2 separate regions of the Gossypium hirsutum genome follow, and region 2 is linked to region 1. A link is a contact called in public Hi-C data. All regions are on one chromosome and are shown on one strand. The core of a region is the stretch at or near the end of the contact, and the rest is flanking DNA. Distances in the headings are between cores, read along the strand shown.

What was found. A called contact is a pair of places that touch in the nucleus more often than the background predicts.
Region 2: a contact with region 1 is called in a Hi-C map of hypocotyl, with 2.8 times the contacts expected there. The contact joins the enhancer-like site here to the promoter of LOC107912811 in region 1. A contact is called at or near these places in 7 of 34 Hi-C or Micro-C datasets (callus, hypocotyl, leaf and 2 more).

What each region holds. Positions count from the first base shown.
Region 1 is chrD11:20,682,156-20,688,829 of Gossypium_hirsutum_v2.1, reverse strand. LOC107912811 (calcium-dependent protein kinase 28) reads left to right here and starts at 3,047. Exons shown (of 12, transcript XM_016841150.2): 1 at 3,047-3,649; 2 at 4,259-4,389; 3 at 4,605-4,646; 4 at 4,781-4,892; 5 at 4,986-5,064; 6 at 5,625-5,794; 7 at 6,191-6,317; 8 at 6,425-6,540; 9 at 6,649-6,674. The coding sequence starts at 3,272.
Region 2 is chrD11:20,775,882-20,782,555 of Gossypium_hirsutum_v2.1, reverse strand. It overlaps LOC107912807 (transformation/transcription domain-associated protein), which reads left to right. Exons shown (of 35, transcript XM_041106461.1): 28 at 33-293; 29 at 372-662; 30 at 758-1,243; 31 at 1,547-1,978; 32 at 2,178-2,456; 33 at 2,660-3,211; 34 at 3,306-3,515; 35 at 3,618-3,868. The coding sequence ends at 3,737. It also overlaps the pseudogene LOC107911036. Among protein-coding and RNA genes, the nearest start is that of LOC107912807, 21 kb to the left of the region's middle. Within about 2 kb of position 4,050, at least 4 of the 9 cell types and tissues checked have an H3K27ac peak or open chromatin away from gene starts, as enhancers often do. A contact at or near this core is called in hypocotyl, where this site is marked.

The sequences.
Region 1 (6,674 bases), core at 1,798-4,297:
GTGATGATATTTGGACACGTTTTTGATAAATTGTGAAATGGTTGAAAAGTCCAAGACTTGTGTGTGTGTTTTTTTTCACAGCTTTTGAAAGTGGGGCTCCATCTATCTCTCTATATACCGTTATTTCAACACGTTTAATGAAATGACTTCAATCCTACACTATCTCAATAATTAAATAAGTAAATGCCCTCATTAAATTATCAATTATCATTAAATTAAATTACAATGTTAATCAATGAATTTCTTTTTTGGTAATTCAATTATAAAAAATCACAAAATAATTATTTAATTATTCAACTTTTTCTGTTTAGTCACCTGCTATTAAATTATCAACGGAACACTTAATAAGAATACATTTTAAATTACATAATTGATGCTCTATTTTATACTATTTTATTTTATTGTTCCCTAAGTTTAGTTATATTTGATGCAACAGAGCAGATTCTCTAAGATTTACTTTTTATATAAAACCCATGGCCATCAATTGCAAAGGGAAAGGGAAAAATATACTTTTAATGGTATCAGTGCACGTATCTCATACGAGTTTAGGTTTCTGGTCCTTACACTTGCCTGTTTAAAAAAAAAAAATCTTCTTTTAACCACTTCTTCTTGAATATCCGATCAACTCTTATCTAATGGTAATTGGAAATACTCAGGCTATCTTCTCAAACATTCACAAGCCAAACAATCCTCTAACCTTGGCCACCATCCACAACTCTATTGAACTTACCTCCACCAATTATCTCTCTTGGAAAATCCAGATCGAATCCATCCTCATAGGTTATGATTGCACAAATTTATTGACGATTCGCATCTCTCTCCGCCTGCCACCATCACCGTTAGCATCGCAATTTCCCCCAATCTTGTATATCAAACATGGCTGAGACAAGACAAACTTCTGTTTGGAGCACTGGTGGGCACAATTTCACCCAACCTTGTGCCACGCATTACTCAATCAAAAACATCTCATGACGTGGCAAACCCTCGCCAACACTTATGCTTGACCTTCTTATGGACATATCAAACAAATCAAAAACAACTTGAAAAACATCTCCAAATGATCACAATCTGTCACTGACTATATGCAAGCCATAAAGACCAAAGCAGACAAACTTGTCACCCTTGGGAAACCACTTGATCATGAAAACTTAATAGTAACTTAGCAACTTTGCTCTTTAACATTAACTTAGCAACTTTTAAAATTGGAATAATAGTAACTTTAACCTTCAACATTTATACATTGTGTAATTTGGTTTTATTTGCAATTTTACTTTTCATTGTGACATTGAGGGTTAAATTTAAAACAATGTGAAAAGATGAAAATTACTGTATTGATCTTTTGTGCGTTTTCATTTTTGGTATATTTTCAATCATATTTAGCTGACTATGTTTTTTTTAGCTTTTAAGTGAAAAGGTCACAAAGAAAAACAAAATTACAAAAAAGATCAAACTACATGATGTGTAAATGTTAAGGGTTAATTTCTTTAGAATCAAAACTAATTGACATAATGTATAATGTTAAGGTTAAAGTTGCTATCATGCCAATTTTAAAAGTTGTTGCATCATCCTTTTTTTAGTCATTTAATGGCATTGGTCGGTGACCAAAAATGATAAAATCAAATAGCTGGATGATCGTTTTGTAACTTTTCTTAATTAGGTGATCAAAAAAGGAACTTACCAATAACTGGGTGGCTACAAGTGTAGTTTACCCTAAGAATTATTAACGGTAAAAGCCAAGGTTATTAAAATATTAGTAAATTTATGTTTCAATCGTCCAACTTCAAAAAGTTACAAAATGGTCACTAAACTATTTGAAAGTTTTCGTTTAAGTCATTAGGCTGTTAAAAAATAATTTTTAAAAAACAAAATTCCTATTACTTTTTAGTTAAAAAAAATTTTATATTTTGAAAATCATATATTCAATTAAGTAAATATTATAATAGTATAATTTTTCATTTTAAATATTTCTTGCTTAAAATATTTTTTTAAAAAATAAAACACTTAGCATTAGTGTGTAAAAAATGTTTGAAATTGTATAATTAAACACATATTTGTCACTTAAAAAGTAAAATGTTAATTATTAATTAATTTGAATAAAATTATTTTACCTATAGTTTATATCTTATTAGCATAATTTTAATTTTTACATATACTATAAGATTGACCTATGTTTAGAAATTATGTATATATATATCTCATATACATATAATAATTTAAGATATTACTTTTATCAAATAAAATATTAAATCACAAAATATATATAAAAATTAAAAAATGATTTAAATTTATTTATGATATAATCATAAAATTATAAAAATAAATTTTTATATATTTGTGTTTATAGTGCACAGTCTGAGAAAACTAGTTTATTAATTATATTTAACTTTTAATTCAAAAAGATCTAACAATAATATTAAAATTATTAAATAAAAAGATTCAAAATGAGATTTACTGTTATTAAATTCATTTTTGGGGTAGAATAAGGAGTAAAAAGTAATTCTACCATTATATCAAATTAAAAACTTACAATTTCTGGAGGATGGGAATTGGGAGATTGTTGGTCTACCTACCAAACAAAACTTGAATTAATTGTCTTAAAAGTTGTTATTTAAGAAATTTGTATAAAGATTTAGTGCAAGACATTATTTTCTTTTGAAGTTACCAATACATAGGTTTATAATTAAAATTAATTAGTTTAAAACACCATAAAAAAGTATAAAATACATCCAAACCATATAATAAAACCTCATATAGGATCATAATTGAGCTACTAAAAACAGCTTAGTTAGGTGAGGGAAATAAACACACAGAAGAGGAAAATCTCACTGCATTTTTCTTATTTTGGAGTTAACTATAAATCTCTATTTTTTCTTTTATTATTTGAATTTAACGATTAAAATTTCATTAAATCAAATTATTAAGTTCTTGAGATTAACATTTTCTAATATATAAAGACTTGAGAGACTGAAAGCACAATTAGACCAATGTAGTGTCGTTATTTGGTCATAACATAAAATAATAAAATAAAAGCGCTTTTGACTATGGGCATGGCCTTGGCAGGCAGCACCTACACCACCATCTCCTTCTTACCTTCTTCCTACCTTGTTTCCTCTCTCATTGCCATTATCTTTGTTTTGGGGGCTTTTAATCATTTACCCTTTTACTATTTATTTATTTTCTTCTCTCTTCTTTTCCTATGGGATTCTATCTCTACAACTCATTCCTTTAGCATACCTTCTTCTTCTTCTTCTTCTTCTTTGTTAACAACATCATGGGAGCCTGTCTCTCCACCACCAAAGTTATTGGCTCAAGCAGCAACGCCGCCGCCCACCACCGCAAACATCAACCCTCTGCCACCACTGTAACGGTCAATGAGAAGAAAGAGTCTCGAAAGCCAAATAATCAACAGGGTCAGCGGCAGCAGGTGAGGAGTTCTCAGCCTTTAAAGGTCAAAGGGAAGCCAAGTTCGACCAGACAAACCGGGATCATACCCTGCGGGAAGCGTACTGATTTTGGGTATCATAAAGATTTTGATCAGCGATACACCATTGGGAAATTGTTGGGACATGGACAATTTGGTTACACCTATGTTGCCATCGACAAGGCAAATGGGGATCGTGTTGCTGTTAAGAAAATTGATAAAAATAAGGTATTCTTTTTTAATGTTTTTGTCATCCTTTGCTTGTTTCTGCTTCTGGCTTCTTGGGATTATTTTGATTCACTTTTTCCTTTTGGCTATATCCGTAGTCTATTATATTCAAGGTGGGATTTTTTTTTCTTCTACTTTGGGTTCCTTAATGGTTATGGGAGTGTTTCCCTTCTCTGATTTGTAACCCAGTGTGGAGAGTTTGTTCTTTTCCCCTTCTGATTGGTCTCAATTAGAAACACCATCGACTTGAGTGTGGTAAAATTAGGTGGGTTATCTGCAATAACCTCGTCGAGCTATGAGGATTTTGAATCCTTTCTTCTTCGGCTTGATAATCTTATTACTGTTTTAAGATCTTGGTATGACAATCTTGTAATAGCCATCTTGTTATAGCAAGTTTACAGCAATTGATTTAACTGTCATGATAGTTGAGCTAAAAGACAGTAGTTGCATCTGAAATCTAATATATCTTGCTGTTTGAACTGACAGTGTATTCAATAGAAGCATCGTAGAGATATTGAATGGAAGATGATGTATTTTTCACTCAATTAACTACTCAAAATTTGGTAGTTCTAATATCTCTTTTGCTTTTTCTTATGTGGTGGGGTGCAGATGGTTCTTCCAATGGCTGTTGAGGATGTCAAGCGAGAGGTTAAAATATTGGAAGCCTTGAAAGGGCATGAGAATGTGGTTCAGTTTTATAATGCGTTTGAGGATGATTCTTATGTATACATTGTTATGGAGTAAGTTTTATGAATATCGTCTTCTTCTATAGCTGTTCTTTGAGTTCTCATTTTCTCTAATCATGTAATTTTCTTGTCTTCTGATGTTTACTTTTGGAAAAAAAGTAATTTTTTTTTCCTTAGCTGGTGACACATCTTTGACCTTGGTTATGTGCTTTTGTATCAATCCTTCTATGTCTTTATTATATCACATTGTCGGTGGTGTTTGATGCTAGGTTATGTGAGGGTGGAGAGTTGCTGGACCGGATATTGGCTAAGTAAGGATGCTTAATTAATCTTGGGACATTTTTTTTTACTGTATTTACGGTCCAAATATAATAATTAGTACTTATCTTGATGGTTTCAATAGTGTCACAACCCGTAGTAATATGTTCTTACCATTTTCTATCAGAAAAGACAGTCGTTATAGTGAAAAAGACGCAGCAGTTGTTGTACGGCAGATGCTCAAGGTTGCCGCTGAGTGTCATTTGCATGGCTTGGTGCATCGTGACATGAAACCTGAGGTTGCTGAACTACAATAACATGGCTTACATGTAAAATTTCTTTAGAAAGTCTTACCACTTGCTTATTGTTCTCTCAATGTTTCTTTACTGTAGAATTTCCTATTTAAGTCAACCAGAGAGGACTCACTGCTTAAGGCTACGGATTTTGGCTTGTCAGACTTTATCAGACCCGGTAAGTAGCATTTGCTTTGTGTAGAGATCTTGCCATTGCTCATGAAATAACTATGTATTAAAAAAAACCAACATCCATCTACTGTGTTATTTAATTTTTCCTACTCTAGCTGTTACATTCATTTCAACTTTTTAATATTAGAATCTATCAAGCACGGACACACCATGTCCCCTGCATATCGATTTGTGCCTGTTTTTGACATGGACAGGATGGAACATGTATCCAATATTTGGTCTTAACATATTTAACATCCAATATTTAAGGCTATGCAGCCTATTTACCAAGATATTTGCAATGTAATTTAACTATTCCAATAATTTATTTATGTAATATAAAATGTTATATACTGATTATATATTTTTTTAAAAACTTTTAGTAGTAAAATATAATGTAAATAATTTTCATATCTTGCTGCATCATGTCCTTGTTTTTTTTTAAATTTGCGGTATCACTGTGTCCATATTGTGTTGTACCCTGTGCCATGTCCGTGCTTCCTAGTTTATACTCATGCTACAAATATCCAACCCATGCAATCCTTAACCATGACTGACTAAATGCAGGGAAGAGGTTTCATGATATTGTAGGCAGTGCCTACTATGTTGCTCCTGAGGTGTTAAAGAGAAGGTCAGGGCCTGAATCAGATGTCTGGAGTATTGGTGTAATTACCTACATTTTGCTTTGTGGCAAGCGGCCCTTTTGGGATAAGACCGAGGATGGCATATTTAAGGAGGTGTAGTACTTTTCCAAATCATGGATCTTGATTTATCTTTTTCATTGAATTTTATGGGTTTCATTCATTCACTCATTTATTATTATCACATGTAGATAGAAAATTACTTTTGCACTATGTTTGTTTCTGCACTAGAGGCATTTCAATGGACTGATTGATGCACTTCATTATCCTTTATGCACTTGTTATGCATGTGTCTACGAGGAAAAAATATGGAAATTTTGTTTATCTTCCAAGTTACTTTAGCTGTCTTTTGTTTGCTCTGAATAATTATGATTTTTCCTATGAAATCCACTGATAATCTGGGTCAATGATTTTTTTTTCTTCTGGCTTTATTGATTTATTTAATGTTAATATTTTCTGGAGAATTCATGTGCAAAATGTCCATGAACTCAGGTTTTGAAGAAGAAGCCTGATTTTCGTCGTAAGCCATGGCCAACAATTAGCAATGGTGCTAAAGATTTTGTGAAGAAGTTATTGGTGAAGGATCCCCATGCCAGACTGACAGCTGCTCAGGCCCTATGTATGTGTTTGTATCTCTCTTCATAAATTATTGCTTTTAACACTAAGGAATTGGATGGAAAGTTTGCTATTATTTCTAGAATATCTGATTGTTTTTAGCTTCTCCAGCACACCGGTGGGTTAGAGAAGGAGGAAATGCGTCTGATATTCCTGTTGATATTTCTGTCCTTAACAACCTGCGACAATTTGTGAAGTATAGTCGATTGAAGCAATTTGCTCTGAGGGTAATCTAGTTTGTCTTCCTGAAATATTAGTGGATTGTTCATGGTCACAAACGACTGTTATTCCCTCCATTTTTCATCATGTTAAATATAATTATTATTACTGTATAGGCATTAGCTAGCACACTTAATGAAGA
Region 2 (6,674 bases), core at 2,801-5,300, 93 kb before region 1:
TTCTTGATGATTTTTCCTTTTAATATGTACAGGAGGCCTTCGTTAAGATTAAAGAACAGGCAAAGACATACCTTGAAATGAAGGGAGAACTTACTACTGGCCTTAATTTGATCAACAGCACTAATCTGGAATATTTTCCTGTCAAACACAAGGCAGAAATTTGTTGCATTAAAGGAGACTTTCTAGTAAAATTAAATGACTCAGAAGGGGCTAATGTTGCATACTCCAATGCCATCACTCTTTTCAAAAATTTGCCTAAAGGGTGGATAAGCTGGGGAAATTATTGTGACATGGTACTATTTACAGATTTTGATGCTTTGGATTTCAATGTTTAATTTAGGCGAGGACTAATTGTTTATTTCACATTGCAGGCATATAAAGACAGTCATGATGAAATTTGGTTAGAATATGCTGTTAGCTGCTTTCTTCAAGGCATTAAATTTGGTGTTTCTAATTCGAGAAGCCATCTGGCTCGTGTTCTGTACCTTCTCAGCTTTGATACTCCCAGTGAACCTGTAGGGAGGTCATTTGATAAGTATTTGGACCAAATTCCCCACTGGGTCTGGCTTTCTTGGATTCCACAGTTATTACTTTCCTTGCAACGGACTGAAGCACCTCATTGCAAACTTGTGCTTCTTAAAATTGCTACCGTTTATCCGCAGGTAATGTTTATTCTAATCACCCACATAATAAATGTATTGTGTGCTTTACTCATTTAGCTATTGCAAATTTTTAATTTTTTTCATTTAAAACCCAGGCACTCTATTACTGGCTCCGGACTTATTTGCTTGAGCGCCGTGATGTTGCAAATAAATCAGAACTTGGCAGAATGGCCATGGCTCAGCAAAGAATGCAACAGAACATCTCTGGTGCCAATCCTAGTTCTCTTGTCTTGGCTGCTGATGGAAGTGCTAGAGTGCAGAGTCATACTGGAGGCAATTTAGCACCAGATAATCAAGTTCATCAAGGTTCTCAATCTGGTAGTGGAATTGGATCTCATGATGGGGGAAATTCTCATGGGCATGAACCTGAGCGATCCACTGCAACAGAGAGCAGTGTGCACACAGGAAATGACCAAGCTCTGCAGCCAAGTTCTTCAAGCATCAGTGATGGCGGGCAGGGTACAATGAGGCGTAATGGTGAATTGGGTTTGGTTGCTTCTGCTGCCAGTGCATTTGATGCCGCTAAGGATATAATGGAGGCCTTGAGAAGCAAGCATGCTAACTTGGCTGGTGAGCTTGAGGTGAGAAATTCTGTTCTAAACTTTTTAGTTTCCCTTTTATGATTTGGCATACACCAGATCTTCATAACAAACCAGAATTCAGTTTACTGTTACACATCTCATGAATATTAAGAGTGGAGCTTGATTAAAAGTGAAGGACCATTCTGTTTCATGACCAGCTACCTGCATTTATTTAAAGTGATTGTCCATTAATTTTAAATATGGATAACCCATGAAATTAAAACTGTGATGTTTGCTCTATTCCCACACCGTTCAGTCAATCTCAATTTAATTTTATAAAATTAAGCCTTTACATCTTCACAGGTTCTCTTAACTGAAATTGGTTCAAGGTTTGTTACTCTGCCTGAGGAGAGACTTCTTGCAGTGGTTAATGCACTGCTGCACCGCTGTTACAAGTACCCCTCTGCTACTACCTCAGAAGTTCCCCAATCTCTCAAGAAAGAGCTCTCTGGTGTGTGTCGGGCTTGCTTCTCTGCAGATGCTGTCAACAAGCATGTAGATTTTGTTAGGGAGTACAAGCAAGATTTTGAGCGTGATCTAGATCCAGAAAGTACCACAACTTTTCCAGTCACACTTTCTGAACTGACCGAACGACTAAAACACTGGAAAAATATACTACAGAGCAATGTTGAGGACAGGTTTCCTGCTGTTCTGAAGCTGGAGGAGGAAAGCAGGGTGTTACGGGACTTCCATGTAGTTGACGTAGAGATTCCAGGGCAGTATTTCAGTGATCAGGTAACAAAACCAGAACTTTCTATAGTAGTTACAGTACTCCTTTATGTTGTGTGGTCAGCAATGTATCAGGGATTGCCATTCTCGTCTTTCAGATATCTGAATTTGTGAAAAAAATGCAACATATGCCCCAAGTTCACTGGCAGCTTTTCAATTATTTTGTTTTTGTTCTACTTAAATTAATCATCTCTTGGACCTCCAGGAAATTGCACCTGACCACACAGTAAAGTTAGATCGTGTGGGAGCTGATATACAAATTGTTAGAAGGCATGGAAGCAGCTTTCGTCGTTTGACGCTGATTGGCTCTGACGGTTCTCAAAGGCATTTCATTGTCCAGACTTCTTTGACTCCTAATGCTAGAAGTGATGAGCGGATATTGCAGCTCTTCCGTGTAATGAACCAGATGTTTGATAAGCACAAGGAATCCCGACGTCGTCATATATGCATTCACACACCCATTATAATTCCTGTTTGGTCGCAGGTGATCAGTCTTACCTGTTAATATCTCCAATTCCTTGATTTCTTTTATTGTTTGTGTAGACCTGCAAAATTTTCTGTAGATATCGTGCAAGAAGCTTTTTGTAGCTTTGCATCCATGGAGACTGGAATGCATGGCAGTTGGTTCGATCATGCTATTCCTGTTTTATTCCCATCAAGATAAACGAATAACTGATTCTTTAACAGGTGCGCATGGTTGAAGACGATTTGATGTACAGCACATTCCTTGAGGTATATGAAAATCACTGTGCAAGAAATGACCGAGAGGCAGATCTTCCCATCACCTACTTCAAGGAGCAATTAAACCAGGCTATATTGGGGCAAATTTCCCCTGAAGCCGTGGTAGATCTCCGCTTACAAGCATATAATGATATAACAAAAAATCTTGTAACAGATGGCATCTTTTCCCAGTACATGTACAAGACCCTGCCAAGTGGCAATCATATATGGGCTTTCAAAAAGCAATTTGCAATCCAGTTAGCTCTGTCGAGTTTCATGTCTTTCATGCTACAAATTGGGGGAAGGTCTCCAAATAAGATTTTATTTGCAAAAAACACGGGGAAAATATTCCAGACAGATTTCCATCCTGCATATGATGCGAATGGAATGATCGAATTTAGTGAACCAGTGCCCTTCCGTCTGACAAGGAACATGCAAGCATTCTTCTCCCATTTTGGTGTGGAAGGGCTTATTGTATCTTCAATGTGTGCTGCGGCACAGGCTGTAGTCTCACCCAAGGTATGTTTTCTTAGCATTGGTATCAAAACCAACACATGGTCATGTTGACGACAATATTTGATTCACATATTTATTCCTCTGCGGTGCATTGCAGCAATCGCAGCATTTGTGGTATCAACTGGCCATGTTTTTCCGTGATGAGCTGCTTTCTTGGTCTTGGAGAAGACCACTCGGGATGCCACTTGCCCCTGCCGCTGGAACTGGTAGTCTGAACCCTGCTGACTTCAAAAATAAGGTTACCACCAACGTGGAGAATGTTATTGGCCGGATCAACGGAATAGCTCCACAGTGTTTCTCTGAAGAGGTATAAAATTGTGTGTTTTATTATTATTATTTTCTTTCTGTTACCTGTTTCTTTGGTGGTCTGGTTTTAAACGCTTACGGGTGTTTTTTCTGGTGCATTCAGGAGGAAAATGCAATGGACCCACCACAGTCAGTACAGAGGGGTGTTACCGAGTTAGTTGAGGCTGCCCTGCTACCCAGAAATTTATGTATGATGGATCCAACATGGCAACCCTGGTTTTGATTGTATTTATGGTATCCTCTAAATGTCCAATCCTGTTGTAGATAATTTATAAATGTAGAAATTTTCAGATTTGATTTTTGGCACCAAATCTGGAAATGTATTTGAAGTTAAATCCCACGAAACATTCATTCTGCTTTTGGCCATGAAAAACTTGAGATGACAAAAAATGACAAAAAGAATGAATGGTGTAAAGAAAGACAGCCGAGCAATAATGTCCCTAGCCAATCATAAAATGAGATTACTACCAACAATCAAGCTCATCCTCCTCCAGAGGAAAGCGCAGGTGCTTTCCTTTGGGTGTTGGCAACCCCTTCAACCTCATTATATCACTTGAATAGTACTCCAATTCTCTCCACTTTCTTCTTCTCCAATCTCATCATCACTATCGTATATAAATCTCGTGTGCTTTCCCGTGAACATCTCTGTCATGCTTATCTTGCTTATGCATTTACATAGGTCATCCACCAATCCTCCATCTTCTTCATGGTCATAGTATTCAGCTCCCATTTCTTCAAAAGTTTCCTCATCCTCGTATTCATCCTGGGTGCTTGCATTAACCTGGATAGACCAAATAGAGGCGCAGTCGATGTCATCATTGTGGAATGCCGATGTCTTCTCGTTGCTTGCACTACTGTCTGTTATTATCACTCCATTATCGGAACGGCATTCTGATTTCTCAGCAAAATCCAGCAGCAGCGATCTTGTAATCACACATTTCTGTCCTTCAATGTTAGCACTCACCATCTGTCGTATCACATGCCGAAGTATTTGTTAAGTTCAGCAATTTGATCACGAAATAAAAAGGACATCATGCGATGGGGGGGGGGTTAAAAAACTAACCTCAGATATGTTCAACTCTTCTTCGACAACAGGAAGATCCATCAGCATTGAACCCAATCCTCCATCCTCAGAAAGATTAGGGACCTGGGGTGTATTTGCAGGAGTGGGGGCCAAAAGTGCCATTGGGGATTGAAGATGAACAAAAGGGCGGCTCTCCAATGGAACTTTTGAAACCTCAGCCTCTTCCTCAACCTTCTGCAACAGAGTCTTGACTTGACCCCTTAACAAAGCCTCACCAGAACCAGGAGTCATCATTGTCATCATGTTGGTCTTACCCTTACCTACTACAGCAGATGATGGAGTCTTCATTGCAACCCCAACAATCGGCGAATCGTTTGTTATATCAATTAGCGCAGACCTTTCTTCTTCTTCTTCTTGTTGTTTCCCATTTCTTGTTCTTGTTTTAGACGCACTCTTCTCCGATCCTTCAGTCTTTACTTCTACAACAAGACACAAGGAAATTAGTTTCTTGTTCTTTTCCTAAGATAGACAAAGAAATATATATGAAATGAAAAGAGAAGTGAAAATAACTCACTGGAAACAGGGATACCGTTGTTGGAAGCAGCCAAAGTCTCCATTGAAAAGCAACAACTCCGCTAATGAAAGAACGTTAAAACTCTAAAATCACGAAAGATGCCCAGAACCCTTAAAAGAAGATTAGAATTGATGGTTTTTAAAGGGCAAAGAGGAGAGGGGTAGGAGATATGATTTTGATTACGGCTGGAGCGAGGGTTTAATGGGTAACATCTTTATTCTGACCGTTGTAAACAAAACTAGCCGTTGCCCTCGAGGGTTTCTTTTCTTTATTTGATTAATATATTTTTGTTCGTTCAGGGTTCCATTTATCCACTTTATTATGATGGGTTGGTCTTCTCATTTTGATATTTGGCTCCTCTTAGAATTGCGACTACCCCAATGTATTAATTTTTATCTATCTTAAAATTCCTAATTAACATATAATCATTTATTAAAAAATGTATTTATATAATCTATTAATATATTACTTGTAAATTAAGTTTATTTGTAATTTTTTAATTTAATTTATTCATAAAATTATTATTGTTTACCATTTGTTTTCTAAAAGTATGTGTGGGGTCAAAAGCATTTTTTTGGAGCTGTAAAACAATGCTAAACTTACGATTTTTGAAGTTAAAAAGTGCTTTACAAACATACTTTTGAGCTCAAACACAAAAGCTAAAAATAATAACTTCTACAATTCAATGTATTTAATGTATTATTTATATTAGGTATACGATTATTTTCCTATTTAAATTTATTTCAAATATATAATATCGTACATTTGAATTTGTAATGGTCATATTTTAATATTTAAAATATAATTTGTATATTCAAATTACATTTTACAAACAATTAATAATAATTGCTTAAATTATATTTTATATATCAAAATATGAATAATAAATTACAATAAATTATTTTCTCATTTTTGTATTGAAATATCATAATATTGATGAATTTAAACATAATCTAAATGCATGTTTTTTACTTTACAACATATCTAAAATAAATATTTTATTCCTCAAAAATACTATTTGACATTAATACTAAACACTTAAATATTAAACTAAACTTTTTAAAAGTATCTTTTCCACACCACTTTTCAAAAATAATGCTAAACTAACCCTAAAAGAAATCTATAAATGAATCTAGGATTCAACTTTAAAACCTTGTTTTCTTAAGCATCATAAGAATAATCTTCCTAAACACCTAGGTTTAAGTTGTTGGGTTTGGTGCCCTAAGTGTAGTATTTTTGTTTATGTACACTTGTATTTTTTCAATTAAATTGATTTAATAAGAATAACCATAAACTATATTAATACCCTTGTATATTGTCATCAATGCTTTTTGCACGAAAAGTAAAATTAAAGCAAATATTGGTTCATTGGTTATCTAACGTTTAACTAGTACTAAATGGTATTACGTGGTAGGATTATAATACAGAAAGACAACTTATATTAGTAGATGAACCTAAACATGTTCTTAGTCTAATCGAAAATAAGCAAATCGATTGCAAGACTATGTTGTTTATCAAGTCCAATTGGAGAGATGTTTTGTCTTGGGTATCAAAGCGAATGA